2 separate regions of the Mus musculus genome follow, and region 2 is linked to region 1. A link is a contact called in public Hi-C data. All regions are on one chromosome and are shown on one strand. The core of a region is the stretch at or near the end of the contact, and the rest is flanking DNA. Distances in the headings are between cores, read along the strand shown. Region 1 has its middle 48 kb from the start of Gm25800. Region 2 overlaps Efna5 (ephrin A5).

Evidence for each region. A called contact is a pair of places that touch in the nucleus more often than the background predicts.
Region 2: a contact with region 1 is called in a Hi-C map of the C2C12 cell line, with 2.2 times the contacts expected there. The contact joins two enhancer-like sites. A contact is called at or near these places in 3 of 39 promoter capture datasets (liver, pre-B cells and second pharyngeal arch cranial neural crest) and 2 of 484 Hi-C or Micro-C datasets (the C2C12 cell line and Sertoli cells).

Annotation. Positions count from the first base shown.
Region 1 is chr17:62,502,159-62,507,605 of GRCm38.p6, reverse strand. No RefSeq gene overlaps it. Among named protein-coding and RNA genes, the nearest start is that of Gm25800, 48 kb to the right of the region's middle. Within about 2 kb of position 2,770, at least 32 of the 459 cell types and tissues checked have an H3K27ac peak or open chromatin away from gene starts, as enhancers often do. A contact at or near this core is called in the C2C12 cell line, where this site is marked.
Region 2 is chr17:62,605,313-62,610,759 of GRCm38.p6, reverse strand. It overlaps Efna5 (ephrin A5), which reads left to right. Exons shown (of 5, transcript NM_207654.2): 5 at 3,297-5,447. The coding sequence ends at 3,418. Among named protein-coding and RNA genes, the nearest start is that of Gm25800, 150 kb to the right of the region's middle. Within about 2 kb of position 3,284, at least 50 of the 459 cell types and tissues checked have an H3K27ac peak or open chromatin away from gene starts, as enhancers often do. A contact at or near this core is called in the C2C12 cell line, where this site is marked.

The DNA of each region.
Region 1 (5,447 bases), core at 1,521-4,020:
TGTGTGGATTTTTTTTTTTTTGAGTCTCATCCTCTGTGCCTGTGCCTATGTGTGTGTGTGTGTGTGTGTGTGTATAGAAGACTTAGCAATGAGACCCGACTGTCATCTCTGTGTTAATATGCTGCCCACACCACCCACCCATTGGTATTGCTTTGGAGCACTAGTCTCTGATTTCTCAATTTCTCACTCATACTCCACTGTTCATAGGACCCAATGAATAATTCCTATTGTCTCTCATCTCAATCACCTTTTTGTCCAGCTGTGAAACTGGATCCTGTGATTTGGCACCTGAGCAAGCTTTAGAGTTACGTGTGCTAGGGCAGGATGCCTGGGATGATGCTCTAAGAAGTCTGGAGGCAAGAGTACCTTTTCTGGCTCAGCAATGTGAGGCTTTTGAGTAGTGTGTTTGACGTTCCATCTCCTGAGAAAGATTTGGGAGATGAATCACAGATATCCATCATTCACTGAAGATGCTGCTAATGAGGACCTATCGTTTATCTGCCCAGATCTAGATGCTGTGGATAACAACGGTGGGAACAGATAGAGTCTCCAAGATGTATTCAGGTTATCAATAGTCAATAATTCCACCAGCGACATGTTTACCTATCAGCCTAAAAGTGAGGGAAGTGTGAAGGATGAGTGCAGAGTGCTATGGGAACAGATGAGGTATGGACTTGGTGAGAGCAGAGAAGGGTGTACGTTAGGGGAGGGGAGAATGGGGCTTTGAGAAGGGGTGCAGGAGATAAAATAGGCAGAAAGGAGAGACAAACCCTCTAGAAGACAGGGCAGAGGTAAATCCCCAATCAGGAAGCATTGTGGTATAGGACAGTGGCTCTCAGCCTGAGGGTTGCAATCCCCCTGGCAAACCTGTGTCTCCAAAACTATTTACATTACAATTCATAACAGTACCAAAATTATAGCTCTGAAGCAGCAACAAAACAATTTCATGGTTGTGGATCACCGTACCGTGAGGGTCATAGCATTAGGAAGGCCTAGAACCATTGGCCTATGGGAAGTAAGGCAATGACACCCACCAAGGCATAGATAATTGTGCTACTGTTATGAACTGCAATGCAAATATCTGTGTTTTCCGATGGTCTTAGGTCACCCCTGTGAGAGGGTCAGTCTACCCTAAAGGGGTCATGACCCACAGATTGAGAGCCACCACACGGAGCCTAACTACAAAAGTAGGCTGGAAGCGAGTCTGCAGAGGGAGAGAGCTGAGTAGTCGAAACTTTGTAAGGCACTGTAAGGACTCTGAACTGTGTTCTAGGTTCAAGGAAGGGATCTGAGAAGAGCCAGTGGCGTGTGGTTTCGCTCAGAAAGGTCTCCTTGGCGCCACATAATGAATAGGAAGGAAAAGACACAAAGGTGCTGTATACTGAGGATGCCAGGCAAGACAAGAGACAGTAACTTCAAAGAGAGTGATGGGAAAGATGGGTATATTGTTTCTTACACTTTGTCTTGTTTATTAATTCCTTCATTTCTTCACTGGATTGACACCCAGTGCTGGAAATCCTAAGTGTGTACCACCACACTGAGATTTTCGTATTTTAATTTTCTGAAAACTTATCTTCACATATGAATATTCAGGTGGGGTCTATTATTTTCTTTCTGTTTTTTGTTTTTCAATCTAGCTTGTATTTTAGGACATGTTAGATAAAAATTTCTGTGTGCCTCTGTAGAGAAAAAAAAAAAGAGATGGGAAGGCTTGCTGTGGGAGGAATTGGGAAAAAAGGAAGTCTTTGAAGATCACAGTTGGAGTTACATGATTCCCTTGTTATGTTCTCTTACTGGCTCTCTGCCCATGGAGTCCTTCCTCTCTCACACCGTTGCCTGGTTCTTTTAAGTGCTATACGGTGGTACCAGCAAGTCTGGACTGCCAGGTGTGTTGGCCCAGGCAGAGGACGCTGGTTAAAGGTTAGTCCTTTGCAGGGCTTTAGTACTTCTTCCTCTTCAGGGCTCCTATTGGTTAGAGTTTCTGCCTGGCACCCTGTTCCTGTGGCCAACTCTGCTCAGAACCTGAGGGAATCCATTCACCATCTCTGAGGTCTTTGGTGCAGCATACTTCTTGGGATCTCAGCTCTTTTCCGTGTGTGTGTGTCTGTAAGCGTGTGCATGCATGCTTGAAATTCTTGCTTGAGTTGCCACTTCCTCTAAAAATTCAGAATTCTGTGCAGGGACCCACTTCCACACATTTGCTTTTCTAGGCTATTCTCTTTTGTATGCTTAGAGACTCATAGACATCTTTCCCCAGGTTCTGGAATTTCAAAATAGTTCATTATAGATACCTTTTCCTTTTCTAAATCTGCTTTGTTAAAGAACAGGGGTGGGGAGTCGGTGAGGTAGTGGGTGAGGGAGAGAGAATAAGATATGAAGTTTAGTTTTCCTTAGAGCCTCCTCCAGTGTCTCCACCTCAGTCCCTTTATAGGGTGCTGTAATAGGTGATAATGTGCTAAAAGCAGTGTCTGTTAGGATCCAGGAAGTCCTCATTGTCTTCAATTATAATCGTTAAGATTCTAAACCCCCCAGACACATTTAAAGCTGAAATCTAAGCCTCTGTCTGGGACCGCTCTTCAATCATATTTATTTTCTGGTGAGAGTAATATTTTTCTTTGGCAGATAGTTTTTCAAACTAGAGCTACGCAATGCTAGCCCTGGAAGTAACTTCAAGAGATGATTTTACATTCTTAACTCTATTGTTGAGAAGCCCCGTGGGGTGAGTCAGACCTACTGGCCTGAGTCATCTGGTGATTTAGTAGTGATCACTAGAACCTTTCTGTTAAAGGCCATGGTTTTCATGACCCTCTACTTCTCTGCTGGAAGTCACACACCGGGACGAAGACACTGTGTGCTCATTGCTCCTGTCAATCATTCAACAAATATTATTGAACACCTACGTAAGGAATGTGAGGTGCTGGCACATGACTAATCCATATAAACAGCATGATTGAGATGCAAGCTGGGTATTCATTTCTGTTCACCTCTTCTAGTATTCAAGTCCTTTTCCTAGGAACTGAATAAAGGAAAAAAAAAAAAACAAAAACAAAACAAGGAAACAAAATTAGTTCCTGGGTTGTTTATGTAAATGTTTTGCTATGAGAAGAGACAGGTTAAGCTTTTTTTTTTTTTTTTTTTTTTTTAAAGATTGGAATTAAGGCTACGATTAGAATGTGTTGGATGCAAAGTTTGAGGAGTTTAGATTTAGCAATAAATTGCCCAGATGTTAATTTTCTCTAAACACTCTTATTAGTCTGTGTGCTCCTTTGTTTCACAGTTAGCTTATCAGTGTAGCTTGAAAACGATAGTCACTGTGGGTACCGTCGTCGGAAACTGCAAATGAACCTCACTGGGGCCACTAGAAAGAGAGTTGATCTCTCAGCAGTCTCTTCCTTCCTTCCAACCCCTTAGGTTTAGCTTTCGGTGGCCATTTTTTAAATAGCAAGTCTCTGAGATAACAGAGTTTGGCAGGTATCGCGAAGGCAGGAGAGATAGCACCAAGACCGTAAGCCCGGGTCAAATGAATCTTCATCCATCTGGAGATAAGAATCAGGATGGGGTGTTGAAAGGGCCCGAGTCAGGAGTCAGACTGCTTTGACATCACTGTTGACCCCCAGGCTGCTATCTACCCCAAGGACCCACTTCACTCACCTTTAAAACACAGATGGAACTTCTGCCCTGCCCATAGCACAGTGTTCTGATCAAATGAGATCAATGCAAAAGCTTTGGGTCCTGGAAACCCCTGGGAAATGAAAGCAGTCTTCTTCCAAACATACAGACCTTTTCCAGGAACAAGTATTTACTCTGACAGATTAGCATTTTACTCCCTTTCTGTGTGTTGGGACTTTGTTGAAAGCGTTGTCCTTGACACTTGCAGGAGATGGGTTCGTGGCTGGTGGAAGGAACTGGAACGGCTTCTCCTGTCCCTTCATTAGCTCCAGGCACAGGACTGAATTGTTTTACGGAATCTCAGTTTGATTGACATGCGGGAGCAGCAGTTTTAGCACGCCCACCAGAGACCTCCTGTTCCCAAGGAATCATGGGAGTACTATTCCGTCAACCCAAGATGCGGTTTTTCTGAGCGGTGTCTGCAATGTTGCCTCGTGCTGACCAATACCAACCTGTGTTACACTGATACCGACACCGGTTACATTTGTGTCTTGCGGGTACTGAATGCTCTGTCGTGTGGTGGCAGAACCAAGTAAAGTGTCTTTCTCAACGCCAATTCATCCCTGATTCATTGGACACGTACTTGTTGAGTTGGCACTAGGCTAGGAACTGGAACTAGAAGCCAATGTGCCAGGGACAATCAAGGTCACGGAATGATTACACCTCATCGTGGTCAAGCTGTGCCTGTCCGTAGTTAAAGCTATTCTGGTTCTTTTCATAGTCATGATCTCCTTTCCTGGCAACAGCAGAAATCTGGTCTCAGAGACAGCACAGCTGGAAGACAGTGGCTGCTTTGGGGAAATACTTTCACCCTCATTGCACTCTGACTCTTTTCTTTCTATTCATTCTTGGAGAATTTTGCACACATAGTCTTCCTTCCTCTCACTTCTCTTAGATCTACCCTTGGTTCCCTGCCCACCTAACTTTGTATTTTCTCTCTTTTACCCCCACCCCCCCCCCTTCCACCAGCCATCAAGTTCAATTTTGTGCTGCCCATATATTTTTGGGTGTGTGACCTCCTCCTGACTGACTTAGCATGACTTGCTGTTCCTTTTCAGCAGCTCTCACTTCGCAATACCTCCCCAGCTAGCGTGGGACTCACGTCCACCTCCTGTCTCCATTCTGGCATTCGCACTGACTTAGAGATGCTTGAACGTGCTGCCACAGCTGATGTGACTTCATAAGTGCCTTGCTGTATTTACGGGATATGCTTTTCCTGTATCCATCCATCCACTGCCTCTGGCTCTCTCTCTGACCGCTCTTCTGCGATGATTCCCAAGCCTTGGGAGGAGGGGCTGCTACAGAGATAAACTATTTAAGGGTGATCATTCCATAGTCTGTATGCTCTGGGACTTTTATGAGCATTCTGTATCACAGAAGTGAGAAAGTAAGTTGGGGATTTTCTAATAGAAGGTAGGAGTTACTTATTTCAATACATTTGTTTGTCAACTCTTTAATTCACTGGACTACACTGAGAAACCTTGTCTAATTAATAACAAGAAAGACAGAAAGAAGAAAGAGAAAAAAAGGTTCAAAGATTTAAAGTTAATGTGTCTGAGACAGCTAGCCATGGAATCATCTTTTATTGTCTTGCTTTATGATGTCTACATTTGTAAGAATTCTGGAAAATTACCCTTTACATAAACTATATTATAATATTACAAATTTTAAAGTAACTGGGTGTAAAACTAGGAAGGATGGCTCTGTCTGGCTTGATTACCTAAGACGTCACAAAGTCGTTGAGGTCTTAGAGGACAAATCGAAAAATAGGTGAAGAG
Region 2 (5,447 bases), core at 2,035-4,534, 100 kb before region 1:
CACACATGAGCTTATGTTAGTGTCTGTCTGCTAAGAAAGAAGTTCTTTCTCATACAGAACTTGGAATTCACAGTGGCCCCAAGTCCATGACCATATAACTAACTATAGAAGTTTGGCAAGTTTGGCAGCATGTAGTTTAGTAAATGTGTGTTTGTGTGTTTGCCTGCGTTTTAAGAGACTGCTGGCAAGCATCCTCACTAACATGGGGGGGGGGTCTGAGCCATCATACCTAGTAATATGAATGTGTTAACAGATTTAAGTGTTTCTCTTTATTTTCTAGAAAATTCTGTCAGTCACAAATGCTGTTCTTTTCCCACTCTGTTGACTGTTTCAATTAACAGTGGTCTCCTTTAGCCAGCACTAGATGCACACACAGGCTTTAGGGATTCCACCAGCACTAGATGCACACACAGGCTTTAGGGACCCAGCGAGCCTGAAAGGGTCTACTGCATGTTCTCAGCAATGTGTTCTAATTCACCTGTCTGTGGAATGCATTTGTCTTTATTGTTTGCTTGCACACGCTGCCTGCCAGTTTCCTACCTTCAGGGATGCAGGATGATCTCAGGGCAGACATATGCCACATTACATGCTCCAAAATAGCATTAGTCTTCTCAGTTAGCCACCGAAACCCCTGTGTGGTGGAATCCTGTAACTAAGAGGCAAGACTCCATTTGGCTTCTAAAGAGGAACATTTTCTTCTGCCAAGCCACACTCACTATTACAAGTATTAATAATCTCTCATATGTAGGTTTAATTTTGATTAGGATAGATTTCTTTTTTTTTTTTTTTTTTTTTTTTTTACTTAGGAGTTTCAACTTAGAATTCTGAAATTTCCTCCCTAGTTATCCAAATGGTAGCCAGTTTCTTATTCAGTGTCAGGGGTAAGGGGTGTGGGTGACGATGGTGATGTATAGAGTGCCCCGTCAAGGACCTGTTTTAATCAAAGCATGCCTTGCAGACTCCCGACTCATGCGCATCATATTGTAGGGACAAGAGGGTTCTCTCACTTGAGGGAAACACAGGGGAGTATGATTCTCCTAGTAAGAAAACATACCCTTACTATGGTGTGTGTGGTAGGGGAATGTATTTGAGGCTAAAGTAATAACTGACAATACAGCTCTCAGAAATGCTAATTCCAAACATTATCTGTGATGCAAGGTTTGAAAGGTCCACTCAAACTTACGCTTCACTTAGAAGAAAAATTCAGTTATTCCGCAAAGTCCCTTCACTGTGCCTTGAGCTGAGTGACCCTGGGACAATGGATAGCCCTGGCTGAGCCACTGCAAGGGGTGGGAAGCAGTGAAGTCCTGCCCTGCATGCTTGCCCAGACTGCAGAAGTCTCGCTTGGGCATCTTCTTAACAGTACATTTCCAAGCCTCACAAGGAGAAAGATTGAGTGATGTATTATTGCAAAAAGGGTGGAGAAGAACCCCAGTAGGTGGTGTAATTTCAGGTGTATAAATATAAGTGATGTTTCAAAATGAGCTGTGGAATCCTCCGGGTTTATGGTTCTTTTATAATTAAGCCTGAAGTGCTCCATTGTTTTGATTGACACCATATTGGTGCTCTTAAGAATGTGATTTGGATTTTAATTTCAGGGCTATTAGGGGCCTTTACTTCTGCCTCCTGTTAACTACAGATTTAATTAATGCATTACCAAGGCTGAAAAAAGAGCAGAGAAAGGATGAGGGCCCACACGTACTCGGCTACGCTGGGCGGGATTTACCTTCCTGTTCTTGCTCCCTAACCTTTTCTAGTCTCCTAAGCTAAAAGCAATCTCTCCGGGTTTGCTCACATCCAGGAAAGGAGAACAGATTAAACAAAGGGCTGCAGGGGCTCCTCCAGCAGGACCCACTGAAATGATAAGATCCTTCTGGGGCGGAAGACTTTAATTCTGAGAACGCATGTTTCTTAGTTCACATGGGATGTGAAGGGGATGAGCAGAAACTTCCAGAAAGTGTGAGCCAAAAAAGAGTTCCCTCTAAGGCATATAATAGACAGTATGGCACTCCCCAGTAAGGAAACATGCCCTTATTATGATGTGTGTGGTAGGTGAATATATATGAAGTTAAAGTAATGGACAATCTATTAAGAGGCACGGAGTAGCACTTAGTAACACTGATGGATGTTAGGGGATTATCTTGTAGGGTCTACATAATTGAGAACAAATAGTGGAGTCTCACTTGTTACTGCTCTCTCTATTCACCAGTCAGCAAATCCCACGTAGCAATTCTTGTCTTCCCACGGGAAGTCCCCCTGATGCCGAAATGAAATCTGCTCAGAGGCCAATCGTCAGCTCCTGAAACATGTCCAGAGGTCATCTAGGCTAAAAGCATAAGCTAGGCCAGATGGGAGGAAGGAGATGGGCCACATCAGAGAATCGTACGGCTCATGGGCAGGCCTCCAATCTATCTTTGGGCACTAATTACTGCAAAGTTCCCATTTCAAAGTTAAGCCTGTTAATCATGCAGATCAGGGAGGCGATCCAGAGTCAGAGGCAGCCTCGTAGAACACTTTATAGCTAAATAAAAGAAGCTTAACTCACTTAATCCATTTTATTTAGAGGAAAATTTGCATCCACACTGATAATTTATGTGCCAAGCCTCAGCCTGATAAAAATAAGAATAGTCAAGTTCAAGTAATTTAATCTGGGAGATGCAGGGCCTGTAATGGAAATAGTACCATAATTGATTCCTAATTGTAGGCAGCCCAGTGGGTATGGGATTTCTGAAGTTTCCTGGGTATTATATATAGTTTATTTAAAATACTGTTGTTGTCTTGGCATTTAATTTTTTTTTTCACATTTGAAAATACACGTAGGCACCAAGCAAGCAAACATTCAACACTAATCCTGTGAAATGCCTAAAAGAAAGAGAATGAGCAGCCAGGTCTGGTTAACCACTAATATGCCCACATAACTCTTCCCCGTCCCTTCCAGCGTGTTACTTCCGCCCGTAGTACTTCAGGCTTAAAGATGCTTCCCCCCAGTTTGTGCAAAGTGCATCTGCCCAGTAGCCCATCCGAGTAGCTTCTGCAGCGAATATTATACTGTATGCACAGTTTCCCCCTTGGCTTCAAGGCAGAGTATAAATATTGTGAAGGAAGTCCAATTTCCCCTGCCTCTCCTTTGTTTGCTGTAAATAATGAGTGATTATGCAGACATGAAAGTCAATGGTGGCACAGGGTTCATTACCCTACTTTGCAGAGGGTGGCGAGGTCTGTTAACAGCAGGCTGCTGCAGGAGAGTTATTAAGGATGTGAAATCTCATTGGAATGTGTGCTTTCTATTTGAACAGATGACACCGTACATGAGTCAGCCGAGCCATCCCGCGGTGAGAACGCGGCGCAGACACCAAGGATACCCAGCCGCCTTTTGGCAATCCTACTGTTCCTCCTGGCGATGCTTTTGACATTATAGCACAGTCTCCTCCCGTCGCCTGTCACAGAAAATGTCAGGGTCTTGGAACACCAGAGATCCACCTAACTGCTCATCCCAAGAAGGGACTTGTTATTGGTTTTTGGCAGATGTCAGATTTTTGTTTTCTTTCCTTCAGCCTGATTTCTAAGCAACAACTTGGGGTTGTTGGGTGGGTGGGGGGGGGGTAAACCAGTTGCTGCCTCCTTCACCCCACCCTACCCCTAAGCCCTTGCCCTTGACTCCTCTCATCCCCTTCCCAATCAAACGGAGTCCAGATAAAAATGCCAGATTGTCAGAGTGACAGCAGCAGGTCTTGGCCTCCTGTGCGTTTTCTAGAGCTCACCTCCTTAGGTTCAGGGTATCCACCATATGCACACAAGAAAGAATGGCGGCAGATGCTGCCTGCAATGTCCAGGCCTGAGAGGGGTGCCCTCTCCTATACAATACTTATGCCTTCACGGTCAGGACAGTAAGGTGATTGTGTGGAGCTTGGTGTTGGCCTGTCGAGTCCAGAGGGGGCGGAGTTAAGAATAGGCCTAATACTATCCCACATCCTCTAGGAGTGTGGAAGTGAGCAGGCTTTGCAAAGGTTCAGATACTAGTTTTTATTTCATCAAATGGGACTGTCTTAAAGCATTTTTTTTTTTTTTTTTTTTTTTTGCCAGCAAAACTTGGGCTGTGTTGAAGAAGCCTTTTCTCCCAGGAGGAAGGTTGGATGATGCAGGGATGCTAATAAGAGGAAGTGTGGATATTGAGAAAATGATCTGTTGCTGGAGGTGTGAGTGCCTCTAACTTTTTAGGACCGGGCAGTGCACACCTGAGGGTTTCTTTTCTTTTCTTTTTTTTTTTAAATCTTTGAATACAGTTCACCATGGTGCTACAACTTTTTTTTTCTTTTTAGGACTTCAAAGAGGCATTTTTATGAATAAAGTGACCTTCCCCAAGGCTGCCAAGCCAGGGTTGATGAGTAGAGAGTGGAATAGCTTTGGCTACTCCTCTGGGGACAATATGTACAAGGAAAGAGAGTCTGACCAGAGGAGATGCAATTTGGCTTTGCTGGAGCTCCAGTGTGCTGTGGCCTTTCCCCAATTCCCACCCCGATACCCACGTTCTGCTCCTTGCTCCGTGACCACAGGGGACTCAGACACAGACCCCTATCACCAGGAGAGTCAGTCAGCACTACTTGGGAGGGCTAAAGGGAAATTTGGAATACAAATTCCAAATTTTGGAATAAGAAATTCAAGTGTTGATGTTCTATCCTTTCCCTTTCTGACACAGCCTAAAGCGTAGGGGGAAACGCGTGTTTATCTGTGGGAGATAAACAAGATGGAGTCCCAAAGACTTTGACAAAATATTTTTTTAAAAATCCACTAGAATAGAAAATACATTATTTAGATATACTTTATGCTGAGAGTGAGTATATATGCTTGTCCTATTTAAACTTGTGAGAAAAAGTGGTATCCCTTGGTACATTTAGAAACACAGGGGGTTATCTTGTTTCATAGTGGGGTTTGGGGCAGAAGAATGAACATGGGATGACCCTGTTGAAAGAAACTTAGCATGGCCGAGGGGTTGGTTCCAGCTGATTGCCAGGAAACACAAGCAGTGGGGGTCTCCTTGTGGGGTGTCGGGAGCTTTAAACCCCAAAGCCAAGCGAGACAGGGAATAGTGTCAGACCAATGGAAAAGTGATCTAGCCTATTTTTGCTATTGCACGACATCAATAGAAACCATGCCTTTGTAAACAAGCAAGTCAGTAAATGCAATGATCATGTAATGTGGAAAATTGAAAGCATTCCAGTTTAAAAAATATGGAATTTTTTATATATTCGTTTTTAAGATGTATATGTAAAAAAAAGAGTTCACATTATAGATGGACTTCATGGATCGGAAATTGCTTAGAATTTCGAGTGGTTTCAAATTAGAAAAATATGTGAGTGGAAGGCAGCTGTGAACGAACTGCACCCTAGAGAGTTGTACGCACGTTGGAATGTAAGCTGGGCTTACTTACCTGGTCCCTTTGGAGTGGA